Linked DNA regions of Ovis canadensis: region 1 is linked to region 2. Evidence: chromatin contacts called from public Hi-C data. All regions are on one chromosome and are shown on one strand. Each heading gives the region's core, a stretch centred on a gene start, on an enhancer-like site or on the middle of the called end of the contact. The rest is flanking DNA. Distances are from core to core; before and after follow the strand shown. Region 1 holds the start of SEMA5B (semaphorin 5B). Region 2 overlaps HSPBAP1 (HSPB1 associated protein 1).

Region 1 (4,211 bases), core at 1,538-4,037, 310 kb before region 2:
TCTGTATTAATTACTTTATTTACATCTGCTTAACTGCTCCTAATAGAAGTAATCATTGTGCAGGTTATTGCAAAGGTTTAAGCAAAGTGACAGATGGTGGCGGTGACACTGTGGTGGTGGGGTCAACAACCCAGGTTTTGTTCCTAGTAAATGATTCAGAGATTCTAACCTGGCTGGGTTTACCAACCACTGCGGATGCCTGAAGCAGGTGATAAGCCGGGCTGGTAAAATAACTGTCCCTTCCTAAAGTGTGGGCTTCTGAAGCTCTCTTGCATTGAGAGCTCTTAAGTAATCACTGTTCATCAATAGAAAACTGTAGAATCCAATTAGGCTTAATTAGCTCAGCATCCCAAGCATCTCTGCTCCTTTGTCTGTGTCTCTTGGGTATTTCCCTTTCTTGTTCCTGCTTCCCTTGAAAATGAAGGGTTCCTAGGCTATGTACCCAGACTGGGGTCTCCTCTCTTCTCTTCCTGCACTGAGCCCTCTCTCACACTCATTCATAATGTAGAGAGGGGGAGCTAGGAAGAAGCATGAAGCGATAGTGGAAAGGGAAGAAGGGAAAAACAATCAAAACATAGTGGAAAAGAGAGGGAGGGTGAGAGAATATGGTGAAGCACGGACAAGATTTTTATTGCCTTGCAGGAGAGAGCTGGAGAAGGCAATGGCACCCTACTCCAGTACTCTCGCCTGGAAAATCCCATGGACAGAGGAGCCTGGTAGGCTGCAGTCCATGAGGTTGCTAAGAGTCAGACAGGACTGAGCGACCTCACTTTCACTTTTCACTTTCATGCATTGGAGAAGGAAATGGCAACCCACTCCAGTGTTCTTGCCTGGAGAATCCCAGGGATGGCGGGGCCTGGTGGGCTGCCATCTATGGGGTCGCACAGAGTCGGACACGACTGAAGTGACTTAGCAGCAGCAGCAGGAGAGGGCTGCTGCCGACCATGGCTCAGAAGGCACTTTGTCTACTCTCTCAACCAGACAAATGGGAAACTCTCCTACTCATATCTTTTCCCTGCTATATAGAGAATATTTTCATATTTTTATATTAATGAAAAGGTGTCTATATTTCACACACATTTATATTTTTGCAATAACAAAGCAGTCCCCACAGTTCTGTAGGAAATAGGAACGGGGTGTGTGGGAGGGACACACTCACAGTAGTGGAAGGAGGATCAAGAGACCTGCCCCCACCCCAGCCTGCAACTCTGGGACAAATGCTTCCCCTCTAGTTCTCATTGCCCGGTCTGTAAAATGATGGATTTGGACTCGATGCCCTGTGTTAACCTCTTCTGACTTGATTTCTACCCCTAATTAAATGGATGGGGTGTTAGACTAGTATGCATGACATGCCCATTCCCTTCCTTTTTCCCTCGTCTGCGTCTGCGTCTCTCTCCTCTTGTCCAGTGTCTTACCTTTGCAAGTTCCTCTTCATTCGGCACATTATGAATTTCAGCATTCCTGTTGCCCTAGAAAGGCATTATTTCTGAGATTGTGCAGTGTCCCTTTTTGCAGCATCTCATAAACGCCTTTCCAGGATTCTTTCTTTTTTTTTCTTTCCCATCGTCCTGGCCAAACTGCTTCTCTCCTTGGTTCAGAGGGGTGTGTGTGTGTGTGTGTGTGTGTGTGTGTGAGAGAGAGAGAGAGAGAGAGAGAGAGAGGATGCCTCTCTGACTACTGTCTCCATTTCTCTGCTGTACCTGGGATTTCCTTTATCCAGAATTTTAAGTAAAATGATTCACTCTAATTTTTCAATTTCTGGCATACTCTAGAAAGTCATTTAATGTTTTCCTTCTTCCAGCTTATCCATTTTGATTTTGCAGTTCTCTTTGGCTAGCCCTTAAAATCACACTTTTCCTGGTTTAATTTTTCAGGGTCTTTGTCTTTATCCTTCATTCTTGCATTTTCTTTTCTTAGGTCACCTTAAAAAAAAAATTTTTTTTTTTTTTTTCAAATACCTTTCTTTGTTCAGCAGAGGGCTCTCTTCCCATCCCTCTTGCAGCCGGGCAGACAGGATTTGAAGCTTGCTCCCAGTCTTTCCCTCCGGTTTTCTAGCCATCAGAAACACTAGGATACAGTTGTAAACAGTTCATCCTTGCTCGGTGTGGTCCCACTCAACCTTCCCTCCTCAGTTGAGAGCCCCTCACTGCCTTTCCGGCTCGTTAATTTCTTGGATGCCCTCCCAATGTTCCTGATGTTATGAGACTCATTCTAGCCTCTACTCAACCCGCTCAGGAGGGGTAGGTTTCATCAAGCCTAGTATTGCAGCTGAAGAAACTGAGGCTTAGAGAGGTTCTCTCCAGGTCGTGCAGCTTGTAAAGATAACCCTTCTAAGCCAATTCTAGTTTTCCAGTCCAGCCCAGCAGCCTCGCCTCATGCCCTTCGACTGCATTTTTAATATCAGATTTCCCCTGTTGTGTACTAGATCCTTTCCCCCTTCTAGACCACAGGCAGAAAGATCGTCTCCAGCTGATAGGGCTGCGGAATTGGGGAGCCGAGGAGAAGGGAGAATTTCTTGAGGTTCCAGCTGTTGGGTGGGCAGAGTTCCGGTGCGCAGACTCCCCGGCATTAAGCCGGGTTCGAGACGGGGCTTACCGAGGACGGTAAGGCAGGATGTGGCAAAAGGGATCAAGCGCTCCAAGAACCTGTGTCTCACCGCTCGAACGCCGACCACGGAGCGGGACTTCTATCTACTATCCTCCGGGTAAGCACACTTGGCAGACTCAGGGCGGGAGCCGGGCCGATCCCGGGGACGCGGAGGTGCAGGGCGCCCCCTCGCGCTCCTCGCGCGCCACGGGGCTGGCGGGTGGCGCGCCCGCCGCGGGCAGGTCCTCTCCAGCCCCCTCCTCCTTTTCGCTAGCGCTCCCCTCCCTCTCTCCCCTCGCTCCCAACTCCTCCCCCATCGCCTCTCCCTCCCACCTTCGGCCCCCTCGGTCTCCTCCTCTCTGCTCTCAGCCGCGCGCCGGGTCGGGAGCTAGTTGGAGCGCGGGGGCTGCCGCCCGAGCCCAGCTCGGCGGAGCCGGGCGGGTCGGCGGCGCGTCGGACCGCTGCTGGCGGACCCGAGCTTGCCGGCGCGGACCCGGGTCGCGGCTGCACTGGAGCGCCGAGTGAGGGTCGAGGGCGATTCCTGCGCGGCGGCCCCATTCCCAGACGGGCCGCGAGTCCTCCGGGTTCCTCTCTGCCGCTCCCCGCCGCCGGGAACCGGGAGCCGCTTGGAACCCGGCACCTGCGCCAGCAACCCGGAGGTGAGTCCCTGGAGTCCCGAACGCTTCGCCTACGCGGGCTGGGGCTGCAAGTTGCAAACTTCAGCAACTCGGGTGGGTAGAAGGGTAGGGGCCCAGCGGCGCTGGCAAGTTGGAACCAGGTTGCGGACACTGCGGGCCGAGGGGAGGGAGCCCCCGGGCTTCCTTGCAGCCCGCTGCCACCTCGGCGGGGGCGCCCACCGTGCTGCCGCGCTCACGCGGTCCGCCGGCTCCGGCTCCGGGGCACTGGCCCGGCCGCGATCTGTGCGTCTAGACTGCCCACCGGGATGGGGGTCCGGGGCTGGGCCTGAAGGAGGGGACGGACGAACGAAAGGCTGGGAGAGAACGGGGCCGAGGCGGCGAGATGGAGGCTCCGAGAGGGCGGACGAGTAAACCCGGCGGCGGCACAGTGCGGGCAGCTAGGCGCGTGGGAGCGTGGCCTGCCCGGAGTGCGAAATCTCGCGCTCGGGGACGTCCCCGCTCTGCCGCCGCCTGCGGGGGTCCCCGCTGGATTCTTCCCAGACTCCCTGCCCTGGCAGGGCCCTGCGGAGCCCTAACTCGGCCCCGCCAGGCCCCAGACGCAGCCGTCCCGGAGCCCCCCGCCTAGGCTTTCAGAAAGGGGTGCGGCGGCGGGAACGCGGGACGCGAACGGCGATTTCCTGATTTATTTTTCTCATGGTAATTTGTCTTTGTGGTTGGGCTCCCCATTCACTTTCCGCTCACGTCGTGGCGGAGATCCAGCGAGGAGGGAGGGAGTGGGGGGCGCTCGGGCACAGGGAAAGATGCAGACAGGAGAGGGGATGGGGACCCGAGCCGGGCGGGAGCCGAGAGGGCAGTGGGCGTAGGACGGGCAGAGGATGACGGCGAAGCCGAGGACACCAGGACTCGCGGAGCCGCGGGCGGGCGGCTGAGGGAGGACAGAGCCGGCTGCTTCGCCTGCCTCAAACTTTAAACAACCAGGAGGAGCCA
Region 2 (4,588 bases), core at 1,554-4,053:
GATTTAAACATTATAAAACAGCAGGCAGAAAGTTAAGATTCATTTTAAGAGGGATAAAAGTAGGGTTCCATGGCCTCCTAAATCTACACAGTCAGGGATAAAGAAATATGGCTAGGCAACAGTTCATAAGAAAAAGGCAAGAAATTCCCAACTCTCAAGAGCCTGTGGGGAAAGTCAAAATAGGTACACTCAGTGTTGCCTATTTTTTGACAAATTTACTCTTACTCTCTCTCTACCACTTTGCCCCAAACCCTTCTCCCTGTGGTTTTCCCAGCCAATTTACAGCTGGATCGTAGGTAGTTTAGGTCACCCTGGTCTAGTCATTTCACAATAATTTTTCCTTGTTCAGTGACTCTGTTAGATACGAGGCGCGGGAAGCCTTGTGTCAGTCTCTCATATGGTCCCCCACACCCCCGGTAGAACTTTCCCCGTGTGGTTTTTTTCTGAAGCAGTGCTCTAGAACAGTGTCTCACCTGGGCTCAGTCCACTGACCCCCTCAAAGTGCATGTGAAAGTGTGTGTGTGTGTGTGTGTGTGCGCGCGCGTGCACTCATTTCTCTGAGCAAAGGGGTGTTGGTATTCCTTAAATTTCTAAAGAGGTGTATCTATAAGAAGATTGAGTGACTTGAACCAGCCTCTTCTTAGATGAGGCAGATCCCTGTTTTCTGTTTTTGTACTGCATGTCTTTCCGCTGCCTTTAAATTCCAAACTGAGGTGTGATGACTTGTTCACCAAAGACCAGGTTTATGGGAACCCTCCCTAAGCTCCCTGCTTGGACCGGGTGCCCTTTTTCAGTGATCTTAGCGTGCTTTCTGCTCACTTCTGTCAAAGCAGTTCTTCCACTCTGTGGGACAGGTCTATTTATGGGACTATCTTCCATTGTTAGATTTAAAAGGAGGGCCTGTGTTGTATTAATTTTTTGTATTCCAAACATTCAGCATTATACTAGATATGTAGTGTGCTGTGATGTGCTTAGTTGCCTAGTCATGTCCAACTCTTTGCAACCCCATGGACTGTAGCCCTCCAGGCTCCTCTGTCCATGGGGATTCTCCAGGCAAGAATACTGGAGTGGGTTGCCATGCCCTCCTCCAGGGGATCCTCCCAACCCATCTGCTCAGATGGTAAACTCACCAGACTCAGATGCTCAAAAATGTTCTTGACCTGAACCATTTATAATAAGCCAACATATTCTTCTTTCCCTCCCAAGCAACCAAGATTTTAAGCACTTAACCTGAACCAGGTATTCCAATAGGCATTAGGAAAACAGGTAAGCTCCTTGCATAGAGCGTATGTGCTGTGTCCAGAGGGGACGTGACTTTTGCCAACCCCAGAGCTGCTGCATGGAACCGTATGCATGTATAATAGTGCTGACTTTTAAAAAACTCCGCCTTTAATAACAGATATCAGTTATATGCACATATTCTGCTATCTTCATCACTGAAAACAAAAATGAAAATGCTTTTTCTAGTCTTCCTTAAAACCATCTATTAAAATGTCTCTCCAGAATCCTTTCTCTTTGAGTAATGTTAATGTTCTGCCTCTTAAAATAGAAAATGCAGATTGAAGACACTGTTAAAACTAGTGTCAGTATTTAGGACAATGTTCTGCACCTAAAAGTGTTTTTTATTTTGCTTTATTCTTTAAAATTCAATAGGAAAAATTCATGACTCAGAAAATAAATAAAGCCAAACCTTTCTGTCTGACTCAATAGTGTGTCCTTTTCTTTTCAGCTTATACATATTTTAAGTTCATGGATTTGAGTTTATGTCAAACTACATTTGTAGTTTTCCAACTTTTATTTAAAAACAAGAACATTCTTTCTTTAAGCCTAAATAAAATCAAGCAGAGCAGTTTGTTGAAAGAGAACTAGACATAAGGAGTGCCAAGTTCAAAGTGCGGTCTCTGTCTTAAAGTTCTTTACACTTAAAGAGTTCATGACTTTAAGGAGCATAGCAGTAGTGTTTCAAAATATGTGCTGTGTCTCCCCCACCTGGACACTCTGATTTAGTAGGTAATAGTAAAGGCACCTATAGTTTTAAACAACTACACTAACCCAGGAGACAAACCTTAGACAGGATATTAGAAAGCAAAAACATCACTTTGCTGACAAAAGTTCGTATAGTCAAAGCTGTGGTTTTTTTCAGTAGTCATGTACAGATGTGAGAGTTGGACCATAAAGAAGGTTGAGCGCCGAAGAATTGATGCTTTCGAACTGTGGTGCTGGAGAAGACTCTTGAGGGTCCCTCGGACTACAAGGAAATCAGATCAGTCAATCCTAAATGAAATCAACCCTGAATATTCATTGGAAGGACTGATGCTGAAGCTGAACCTCTAGTACTTTGGTCACCTGATACAAAGAGCTGACTCATTGGAAAAGACCCTGATACTGGAAAAGATTGAATGAAGGCAGGAGGAGAAGGGAGCAACAGAGGATGAGACTTTGGGATGGTATCATAGACTCAATGGACATGAGTTTGAGCAAACTCTGAGAGATAGTGAAGGACAGAGAAGCATGCATAATGCAGGCCATGAGGCTGCAAAGAGTAAGACACGACTGACCAACTGAACACCCACCACCTAGGAGAAGCCTTCTTTCATGTGGTCTTTGAAGTGCAAAAAGTTAATGTATTACTTATACCTCGAAATATCTACACTGTTTAGAGGGAATATGCCTTTCTGGATTCATGAGTTGAGCTTCAGAGATTTTTTTTTAAAAAACTTGTGTTGCCATTGCAGTCACTGTTCCTACTGCCTGAGTCACTTCCACCAGATATCCTCATAACTCTGCCTAGTGTTTATTGTCGGTCTCCAGCCTCTAAAATGTAGGCTTCATTTGGGTGGGCGTTGTCTTTTTGTTCACTGATTGATCACATGTTCTAGGAGAGTGCCAGGCGTGTTGTAGGCAGACATTAAATATTTGTTGAGTAACTGCTATTAGTGAGGTCATTCAGATATGTAATTGGTTAAAAAGAATTCTTGGCCTGCTCTGCAAACCTAAGCTCTTCCATCTGTAGTGCTTTCTGTAAGAGAGTGGTTCCCATTGCCCCAAATCAGATGTGTAAGTGAAAATGTGTGACACTACTATACAGCAGAGTTGGTTGTTTCTTGATGGACTGTAACTTTATTTTCATAACAGGATGTGATATGGTCTGACTTTGGGTTTCCTGGAAGAAATGGACGGGAAAGTACATTGTGGATCGGCTCCCTGGGGGCCCATACACCCTGTCATCTGGACACCTATGGTTGCAACTTAGTATTCCAGGTACAAGGAAGGTAATGCACATGTGCATAGGCATGCAGGAGGGAGAGAGAGAGAGAGAGAAATGTGTGTGTGTGTGTGTGTGTGTCTTTGTGTGTTGCACAGGAAAAGCAGTGACTATTGGGTAGGCAGCAGGACTCCCTGCTCCATTCTATCAGCCTGTCTCATGACCAGAGCAAATCTCTTAACCTCTGGTTCAGTCTCCTCCTTTGTGAAATAAGGGGAGCAGCATACACGGTGGTTTTTGTGTGCTGTGTCTCTCAGCCATGATCAGGATTGCTGTTAGAAAGCTGATCCAGAACTTCCAGGCGTCCACTCCCAGTTCAGCTAGACAGTTGTCTGCTTAGCTGGCTCCTTCTTCCACTTCTCTGAAAATAAAATTAGACTGATAAGATCTTTCCAGCTCTGACATTCTAAATGTATTCTCCCAAACGAGTCCAGGGGAAGGGAGCAGCTTTATCATCTCTAAGGCAAAATAAGACTTTATACTTCCTAGTTTAAGAAATGTAATCAGCTATCTTGAAAGGACAAGATAGCCCTACTGTAACTGCCAAGGGTCACTGGAGGGCTTTAGGACTTGTCTCAGAACTTGGTTCTTTTCTCTCTCTACTTCCCCATCTGTGGATTTCTGTCTGTGTCTCTTCCCTTTTCACTTCTCCCTTCTTTGCCTCAGATGTCCTCCCCCTGTTGGCTCCAAGTATTGGTGTGTCTAATGTTTTGTAAGTTAAGATTTATCACTTCCATTTTCCAAAAAAATTTAAAGTGACTAAACCATTTTACAGTTTTCTCTTTTTGCAAATTCCTATATTATACTACTTTTTATTGTGTGGCATCATTTGTGCATTTCTCTTCCTTAATGAATCAATTTAACAAATGTTTAACTTAAGAAATTCACGGTCCAAACAGGGAGAAGTCTGAAAATTTAACTTGATGGACAGAACCCTGACAGGTTACTCTGGATAAGATAAGAATACAGAGATTTGAAAGAGCGGAGGTTATTCTAGGTAGCTCTATCTATAGGAATGGAAACAGCTTATGAGGAAACTGACTTTGATTTGAGAATTATCTTACAAAGCAGATCTTGTCCCTGCAAAGGGGCTACTTGGGACATCCTGAGATACCAACTAGTTGCTACCCTACCTCCACCAGGTGTCTGCAGAGGAGATTCCAGAACTGAGTGAGAGATGGGCCAGGTGACCCCTGAGGTGGCTCCTGTATTCCTTTATGGATTGAATGAAAATGGGTGAAAATGGGCACGTCACTGCTGCCTTCTTACATCTTTTGTCTCAAGTCTACAATATTAACTTGTATCTTTTTTTTTTCATTAGGA

The links. Hi-C and Micro-C count contacts between places; a contact is called where the count stands out from the background.
Region 1: a contact with region 2 is called in a Hi-C map of fibroblasts, with 5 times the contacts expected there. The contact joins the promoter of SEMA5B here to the enhancer-like site in region 2. A contact is called at or near these places in 2 of 2 Hi-C or Micro-C datasets (fibroblasts and lung).

What each region holds. Positions count from the first base shown.
Region 1 is chr1:190,618,814-190,623,024 of ARS-UI_OviCan_v2, reverse strand. It overlaps SEMA5B (semaphorin 5B), which reads left to right and starts at 2,787. Exons shown (of 20, transcript XM_069555499.1): 1 at 2,787-3,245.
Region 2 is chr1:190,311,051-190,315,638 of ARS-UI_OviCan_v2, reverse strand. HSPBAP1 (HSPB1 associated protein 1) reads left to right here. Exons shown (of 8, transcript XM_069555711.1): 4 at 3,136-3,272; 5 at 4,587-4,588. Among named protein-coding and RNA genes, the nearest start is that of SLC49A4, 44 kb to the left of the region's middle. Within about 2 kb of position 2,803, the one cell type or tissue checked has open chromatin away from gene starts, as enhancers often do. A contact at or near this core is called in fibroblasts, where this site is marked.